Linked DNA regions of Astyanax mexicanus: region 2 is linked to region 1. The links are chromatin contacts, called in public Hi-C maps. All regions are on one chromosome and are shown on one strand. Each heading gives the region's core, a stretch centred on a gene start, on an enhancer-like site or on the middle of the called end of the contact. The rest is flanking DNA. Distances are from core to core; before and after follow the strand shown.

Evidence for each region. Hi-C and Micro-C count contacts between places; a contact is called where the count stands out from the background.
Region 2: a Hi-C map of muscle shows a contact between it and region 1, with 16 times the contacts expected there. The contact joins the enhancer-like site here to the promoter of antxr1c in region 1. A contact is called at or near these places in 2 of 3 Hi-C or Micro-C datasets (both in muscle).

What each region holds. Positions count from the first base shown.
Region 1 is chr15:8,988,915-8,992,937 of AstMex3_surface, reverse strand. antxr1c (ANTXR cell adhesion molecule 1c) reads right to left here and starts at 2,018. Exons shown (of 18, transcript XM_022669309.2): 1 at 1,463-2,018. The coding sequence starts at 1,614.
Region 2 is chr15:9,068,356-9,072,378 of AstMex3_surface, reverse strand. No RefSeq gene overlaps it. Among protein-coding and RNA genes, the nearest start is that of ubtd1b, 33 kb to the left of the region's middle. Within about 2 kb of position 2,203, the one cell type or tissue checked has an H3K27ac peak away from gene starts, as active enhancers do.

The sequences.
Region 1 (4,023 bases), core at 769-3,268:
ATATAGGTTAATCTCAAAAAAAGGTGAAAAGTTAATGTAATTTTTTTAAATTCAGTTTTGGTAATTCAGTTCAAAACTCATATATTATATAGATGTATTAAACACAGAGTGATTTACTGTATTGTTCATGATTATGGGTAAACTCATAAAACCTAAAAGTCAGTCTCTCAGAAAATTTAAATATAATATTAGACCAATTGATACTTTTGGCAGTGTGGGCAGTGTGCCAAGTCCTGTTGGAAAATAAAATACGCATCTCCATAAAAGTTGTCAGTAGCAGAGGGAAGCATGAAGTGCTGTAAGATTTGGTGGGAAAACAAAACTACACTGAATTTAGACTTGATAATAAAACACAGTGGATCAACACCAGCAGATGTCATGTCTCTCCAAACCATCACTGATTGGTGGAAACGTCACACTAGACCTCAAGCAGCTTGGACTGTGTGTTTCTCCACTCTTCCTCCAGACTCTGATCCCTTGATTTACAAATGAAATGTAAAATTTACTGATGATCAGTGATGGTTTGGAGAGACACGTCATCTGCTGTTGTTGGTCCACTGTGTTTGGTGATGTAAGGATTGGATGGAGCTGCTCGGCCATGGAAACCCATTCCATAAGTCTCTCTACTCTCTAATCTCATTGATCTAATCTGAAGCTACATGCTCCTCAGCATCCCAGTTGCTTCCTCTTTAATATAATATCACTGACAGTTGACTGTGGAATATTTAGTAGTGGGGAAATTTTACTACTGGTCTTGTAGGGTCTTTATCCTGCCAGCGACTCATTGTTTATTGCAATGATTATTAAAACTAATAGGACAGACTTTTCACATGGACTAGTATTGTGTTTAGTGACTTTTGACATGTCCCTGAGTGATGTGAGGACTCCTGCACCTTGGAAGTGACATCATTGGGTGCATCACTGGGTGCTAAACTGGTCAGGAGGTGAAGACAAATAATGTGAAGTCAATAATGTGTGATCAGTCAAGTGTTGTTTTGTTTTAAAATACAAATTTTAAAGTAAAATACACCCCCACTTCTAAAAGAAGACCCCTGGAAAGACTGCTTTTAATAAAGAACCCATGGAGAATGAAGCCCCACCCCTTGTTTTAAGGAGGTCCAACATGCAGCACAGCTGTGAAAGTGAGGATGGAGCAGTTTGGCAGGGGATGGGCCCTTTAATATCAAACAGACCCCGGTAACAGTAGAGTTCTAAACCAGTACAGAACCAGAGAGAGAGAGAGAGAGAGAGAGAGAGAGAGAGAGAGAGAGAGAGAGAGAGAGAGAGAGAGAGAGAGAGAGAGAGAGAGAGAGAGAGAGAGAGAGAGAGAGAGAGAGAGAGAGAGAGAGATTGTGAGAGAAAGAGAAAGAAGAAAGAAAGAGAGAGGGGTATATAAAGAGGCAGTAAGAGAGGTGTGGGTATAAACAGTGTTCTAGGTGAAGTTCTAGATGGTTCTACTCACTTATCTAGAACGAAGTACAGATCGAAGGCACCCTGGCACGATCTCTGATCCTCCTCCTCGTGCGCCTCCGCCGCTGTCTCCGAGAACGCGCACAGAACCAAACATCCCGAGAGCGCGAGGAACAGCAGAGCCCCCTTCCCAAAACTCGCCATCCTCAGTCCTCACTCACAGAACCCAACAGGACACAATACACCCCAGCAGAACCCAATAGAGACGTGTAGAACCGCGCAGAAGCCAACAGAACCCAACAGAACGCGCATCAGAACCACCAGAGCCCGTTCACAGCATTATCCGCAGCGCGCGCTGGACTCCAGGGCGCATTAACACAAAGAGCAGCTCGGCCGGACTTCTCTTTGGGTCTTTTTTGGACCCGTGTTCGCGCGCGATCCTCCAGTCTCGGGGCAGCCTGTCTGAATCCAGTTCAGATTTAGTCCAAAAACCAGTAAGACGCGCCGCGTGAGAGCTGGCTGGACTGGGAGAGCTAGCGCGAGCCGGAGGTCTGCAGCCTGCTGTGGAGGAGACTGTGTGTGTGTGTGTGTGTGTGTGTGTGGACAGGCCGGGTGTCAGATTTCTGCCCATCTCAGTAAAGTGTGTGTGTGTGTGTGTGTGTGCGTGTGTGTGTGTAAATCGTCATTGGTTGGGGAGGAGGAGGTTAAGGGGTCAGTGTAATGTTTAGCAGTTTAATTTTCTGACTGTATCAAGCTAAATTCATAATTAATTATTTTTTCCATTCAGAATAAGAAAAATTAAATGGTTTTTCATTCATTTTTAATTATTTAGTTTTCCATTTCAGCCTTTAGCAAACAGAATTTCAAGAAAAAAATCAAGAGAAGTTGAATCTCTCGATTTTCTGATTTGTCATTTTTTGTGTCTTGTAACACAAATTTGATGAGATAATTCAACTTGCAAAATTAAAAAATAATAATTTTTTTTTCTAAAATTCTAAAAATGTGGGAGATTTTCTAAGGGGCAGAGATGAAAAAACAAAACTTGGAAACATGTTTTAAAACTTATTTATTGTACACTGCACTACGTTAAAAAAATGTAAAAAAAAAAAAAAAAAATTTCACATCCAGTTTTCTAATTTTGTATTTAGGGAATTTAAATGAATAAAAGTTACACTGACCTTAAAGGATAAGTTGGTGTTTTCATCCACCTAAACATGATCAAATATTACAAATATTATATATACACTGCAGACATGCGTCTCCTTTAACATATTTATCCATCCAGACATTCCATCTTCATTACTGAGAGATAAAGATACAGTGGTGCTTGAAAGGTTGTTAACCTATAAATTTGACCTAAAGGTAGATTAAGAAAACCCAGTTAAACAAACAAGACAAAAATATTATGTTTGGTCAATTATGTATTGTGAAAAATTACCCAATTTTTCAATATTACATATTTCTGAGTGGCAAAGGTATGTGAATCTTCGCTCTCAGTATCTGCTGTGATTTTACCCTTCTTTGCAGCAATAACTGTAACTAAATATTTCAGGTAACTGTAGATCAGTGTATCACAATTTCTGCTTAATTTACTGATTGGGATTTTGTGTGAAACTGTGCTTCACTGCAGAGCAACCTATTGATTCAGATACCAGCATTGTCAATCATGTATTGTAATCAATATCAATACCAATCCTTTATATCTTGTGGTCAATTGCAATGCCAATACTGGCAATACTGATCCTAATACTTAATATCTTGTCACCAATACCGATACCAACCCATAAAAGCTTTAATATCAATGTTGTCCATGGTCAATACTGATATAGCAATCCTTAATATTGTGCGAGCATTACCAATACCAATATCATACCGATACCAATCTTTAATATCCTGTGCTCAATACAGATACCAATCCTTAATATATTATGATCAGTAGCAATATTGTCCCTACTGATATCAATCTTTAATATACTGGTCATCACTGATAATCTCAGGTACTGATATACCTGATCAAAGTGTCTGCTAAATGCAATGCAATCTAATGTAATGAAAACAATCCTTAATATCCTGTGATCAGTACTTATAGCAGGCACAGCTTTGAATTGCTCTGTAGGATTATATATGTGTAGATTGTGATGTGAGTGTAGGACTACCTTAGGTAAAGTTGTAGATCATACAATATAATTAACTGCCTGGTCTCTGTGTTGTAGGCTGTAAGAACAAGCATCATTTTCTTAACTACAGTAACTCTGTGTTGGCTGTGCTCTCAATACTGTTCACTCTATAGCATTTTCTTTTTAGCTACTTTTCTATCAGTATTTAAATAATAAAATACTTGAATAAAATCAAAGAGAAGACTAAATACAAGTCTACTTATTCAAAGTAAAAGTATTATGCAAAGCAATTGATGTAACAAAAAATAATATAGTATCACGTATTTTGTTGGCGGAAATTATATGGATTATGTAATTTTTACTAAAACTAAAATAGTATACAGTATTTAAGACAAATTACTGTCAATAAAATACATATATGTATACATATTTGTTAAGTTCACTGCACTTAAAAAATATATATTACATGAATTTAAAATTCTCAGGTAATCGTTTA
Region 2 (4,023 bases), core at 954-3,453, 79 kb before region 1:
CATTCGGCCTACAGAGGTTCAGCTCCACACATTCAGTCTACAGAAGTTTGACCCCACCCATTCAGCCTACAGCAGAGTAGCTTCACTCTTCTAGTTAACAGCAGTATAGCCCCTCCCATTCAGGCTAAAGAAGTTTAACCACACCTATGTGGTTTACAGCAGTTTAGCTCCACCCATTCAGTCTACAACTGTTTAGCTCCACTCACTCAGTCTACAACTGTTTAGCCACACCCATTTGGCCAACATCAGTGTACAGCTGTTTACAGGTCTACAGCAGTTCAGCTCCACCCATTCGGTCTAAGGCATTTTACCCCTCTCACTCAGACTACAGCTGTTTAGCTCCACCCATTTGGCCTACCACAGAGTAGCCTAACTCTTATAGCTTACAGCATTTTAACCCCTAATATACAGCCTACAGCAGTTGAGCTCCACCCATTTGGGTGACAGAGGTTTAGCTCCACCCATTCAGCCTCCAACTGTTTAGCTTCACCCATTTGGTCTACCACAGAGTAGCCTCACTCTTATAGCTTACAGCAGTTTAGCCCCTCCCATACAGACTACCCACTCAATTTACAGTAGTTTAGAGCCCACTCATTTGGTCTACAGCAGTTTAACTCCACCCATTTGATCTACCGCAGTTCAGCACCACCCATTCAGTCAACAGCATTTTAGCTCCTCCCATTTGGACTATAGTATCTTAGCCCCTCCCGTTCAGTCTACAGCATTTTAGCTTCACCCATTCAACCTATAGCAGTGTTTCCTCACGCTTCCATAATTTAGCCCCTCCTGTTTGGCCTACAGAAGTTTAGCTCCCACCAATCTTAAAGAACACTGCTGCTACTTACTAAAGGGACCTGCAGAAACCATGTGATGAATTTGCTGAGTCTTCTTGTTTGAAGTGTAATGTTGTGTCACCGAGAGCTCATCCCTTAACTTGGCAGTGTTTTGTTTCCGCCCATGGTTCTTCATCCCCTCGTCAGTGTGTGTGCATGTGTGTATGTGTGTGTGTGATGTGAACATGACAGGTCCAGAATGAGTGAATGTGAAACAGATTATAGCCCTCATTAAAACAAATCACTTGCCCTGATTTATTCCCTTTCCCTCAGTCAGAAACCACTCCACCCAGTGTGCTTCTTTCCATTCCTCCATTCTTCATCTGAGGAACCAAATCTAATGATGTTCTAATGACAGTAATACCCAGACTGGTAGTTCATGGTAATTATTGCTGTTATAGAGGCATATGGTTATGAATGGTAGGGAATAGTAGTGTGTGGTGATGTGTGATAGTGTATGTTAGTATATGGTAGTGAATGCTAATAAATGTTTCTGTATGGTATTGAATATGTTACTGAATGGTAGTTTATGGTAATAAATGGTTGTTTATGATGATGTAGGGTAGGTTATGGTAACGTATGGTGATGAGCTGTATGTTCATGAATGATAGTAAATGGTTGGTTATGGTGATGTGTGATAGTGTATGTTAGTATATGGTGGTGAATGGTAATAAATGCTAGTATCTGGTAGTAAATAGTAGTAAATGGTGGTGTATAGTGATGTATAGTGATATATGGTCATGAATGGTAGCATATGGTTAGGTATTGTAGTGTATGATAATATATGGTATAAAATGGTAGGGTAGGGTAATATGTGATAATGTATTCTAGTATATGGTGAGGATTAAATACTAGTGTATAGAAGTGAATGGTAGTAAATGATTTAGCATAGTGATGTCTGATAGTGTAAGTTAGTATATGGCGGTAAATGCTAGTGTATAGTGGTGAATGGTAGTAAATGGTGATGTATGGTGATATATGGTAGAGTGTGGTTTTAAATGATAGGGTATGATAGTGGTGAATGGTATTAAATACTAGTGTATAGTAGTGAATGATAGTAAATGGTAGGGTATAGTGATATACAGTAAAGTGGTAGTCTGGCATGTGGTCAGTAAATGGTTGTAGCGTGTAAGTGAGGATGGTGCAGTCAGTGGCAGGCCAGGGTAGCTAATAAAAAAGAAAAGAAAAAAGCTTCTCCAGGCCCTCCGGCTAAATTGCTGTTTCCTCTGTGGAAATTTTGACCGTCCTCTTCCCGCCCACGCTCCTCAGAAGCTCCTGCGCGTGTGTGTTCAGCTGCCGGCCTGAGCGTCTGCTTCTGCGTCTGTGTGGACACATGTAGGTGTCTGTGGGCCTGGATAGCAGGGGCAGGGTCAATCAACCGGTCAACTGCTGTCCAGCTTTACTTGCTACCGGTGCAGAGCTGCTGTCCTCCGTGGTCCGTCTCTGTCTCTGTTGTGTCTGGGCAGATTTAGGGGAAAAGGCCGGCCTTTCCAAGCATGAGAACGAAAAAAGGGTTTTGAGGTCACAGCTGCTGATGAGCAAAGTGCTGAGGAGATTGAGAAAGAGAGAGAGAGAGAGAAAGAGAGACAGAGGGAGAGAGAGACATAGATGTTCGAGTCTCACAGGTACAACAAGAGCCACAACCAGCCTCAACAGATAAAGACCTCCTCTTTCCTCATCCTCTCAGGAACCGGACAGTCACTCTGGACAGTCGGCTGTGTGGGCGAACAGGGATGAGGATGAGGAGGAAGTGGAAGTGGAAGGGGCTTTTTTTTTTGGGTTGAGCCTGGTGACCTATTGCTTACCTGTGGAGGAATACAGTTCGACATCATCTTAATTAATTAATTCAATACTGTTCTAGACCACAGGGCCACAGTATCAAGCACTAAGAACTAAGTACAACATCAGTATCGGCAGTCCCACAGCTCGTACTGACGGTACATATAGTAAACACGGCAGCATTTCCCACACACAGGCTGTGTTTACACTTCTCAATCAGCTTCTAGTTTCATTTTGTGTCATTCTGTTGTTTTCCCCTGATTCATATTGTGATTCATTTTTCTGTTTCTGGTTATTTTACTATTTGTGTCACTGTGCCTTTTAGACTGATTTACTGATACTGAATAAGGAAATTAAGACTGGTTTTATGGAAGGTGACACCAGTTTAACAGAATTTTAGACTAGTTTATTAATATAGTGACATATTTGATTTAATATGAAATTAGATTAATGGAATATGAGGCTAGTTTGATGAAATATTAGACTACTTTAACCCTTGTGTGGTGTTCGGGTCTGTGGAACCCGTTTTCATTTTTCATCAAATGATACTAAAAAAATATTTTTTCTAACTCAAACTCATTGGCATTGGCTCATTTTTTGTGAAAAGCATATATCAAAACACAACCATCTATATTACATACAGTATGTTTGGCCAAGGGCTAATAAACATTGCTTCATTTGTAAATTTGAAACTAAACAAATTTTCTACTCATATCTTGAGTTTAATTCATTTTCTTTTACATTTTATTAAAAAACTAATAAAAAAAAGAGAAGCACATTTTGAAAGAAATGTAACATAAGAAAGGTAAAGGGCAAATATTAACCATGTAAGCTGTTTATATTGCTTGCAATTTAGGTGAAGCAAGCATGTGTAAAGCATTTTAATGTAAAAAATGCAAGTAACAAAGTAAATGAGTAACAAAAATATGAACACCCCACAAGGGTTAATATATTCTTAAGCTAGTTTAATGAAATAAGAGACAAGATTGATAAAATGTGAAACTAGTTTATTAGAATATGAGGCTAGTTTAATGGAATATGAGGCTAATTTAATTTAATATAAGACCGGTTTAATAGATTATAAGGCTAGCTTAAAGGCACTTTATGGATTTTTTTTTTCAGTTAATCATTGCATTTCATGTTGTTTTAGAAGATTAAATGATTTATTACAGCTCGAATGAAGGTTCTCTCGACCGCTCACTCTTCTCCGTGACCATCAGCTCACAAGTCTTACGGCAAATTTTAGAGACACGCCCAGCAGAGAACAAGAGGCAGGCTAGCTGGTAGCTGCTGGAATGATGGGATATAAGACTAATTGCCTGAATTAACCATATAATAAGTGGGGAAGGTTAACCTACTGTAGGCACAGATGGAAATATATTATGATTTGTATATATATTTATTTATTTAT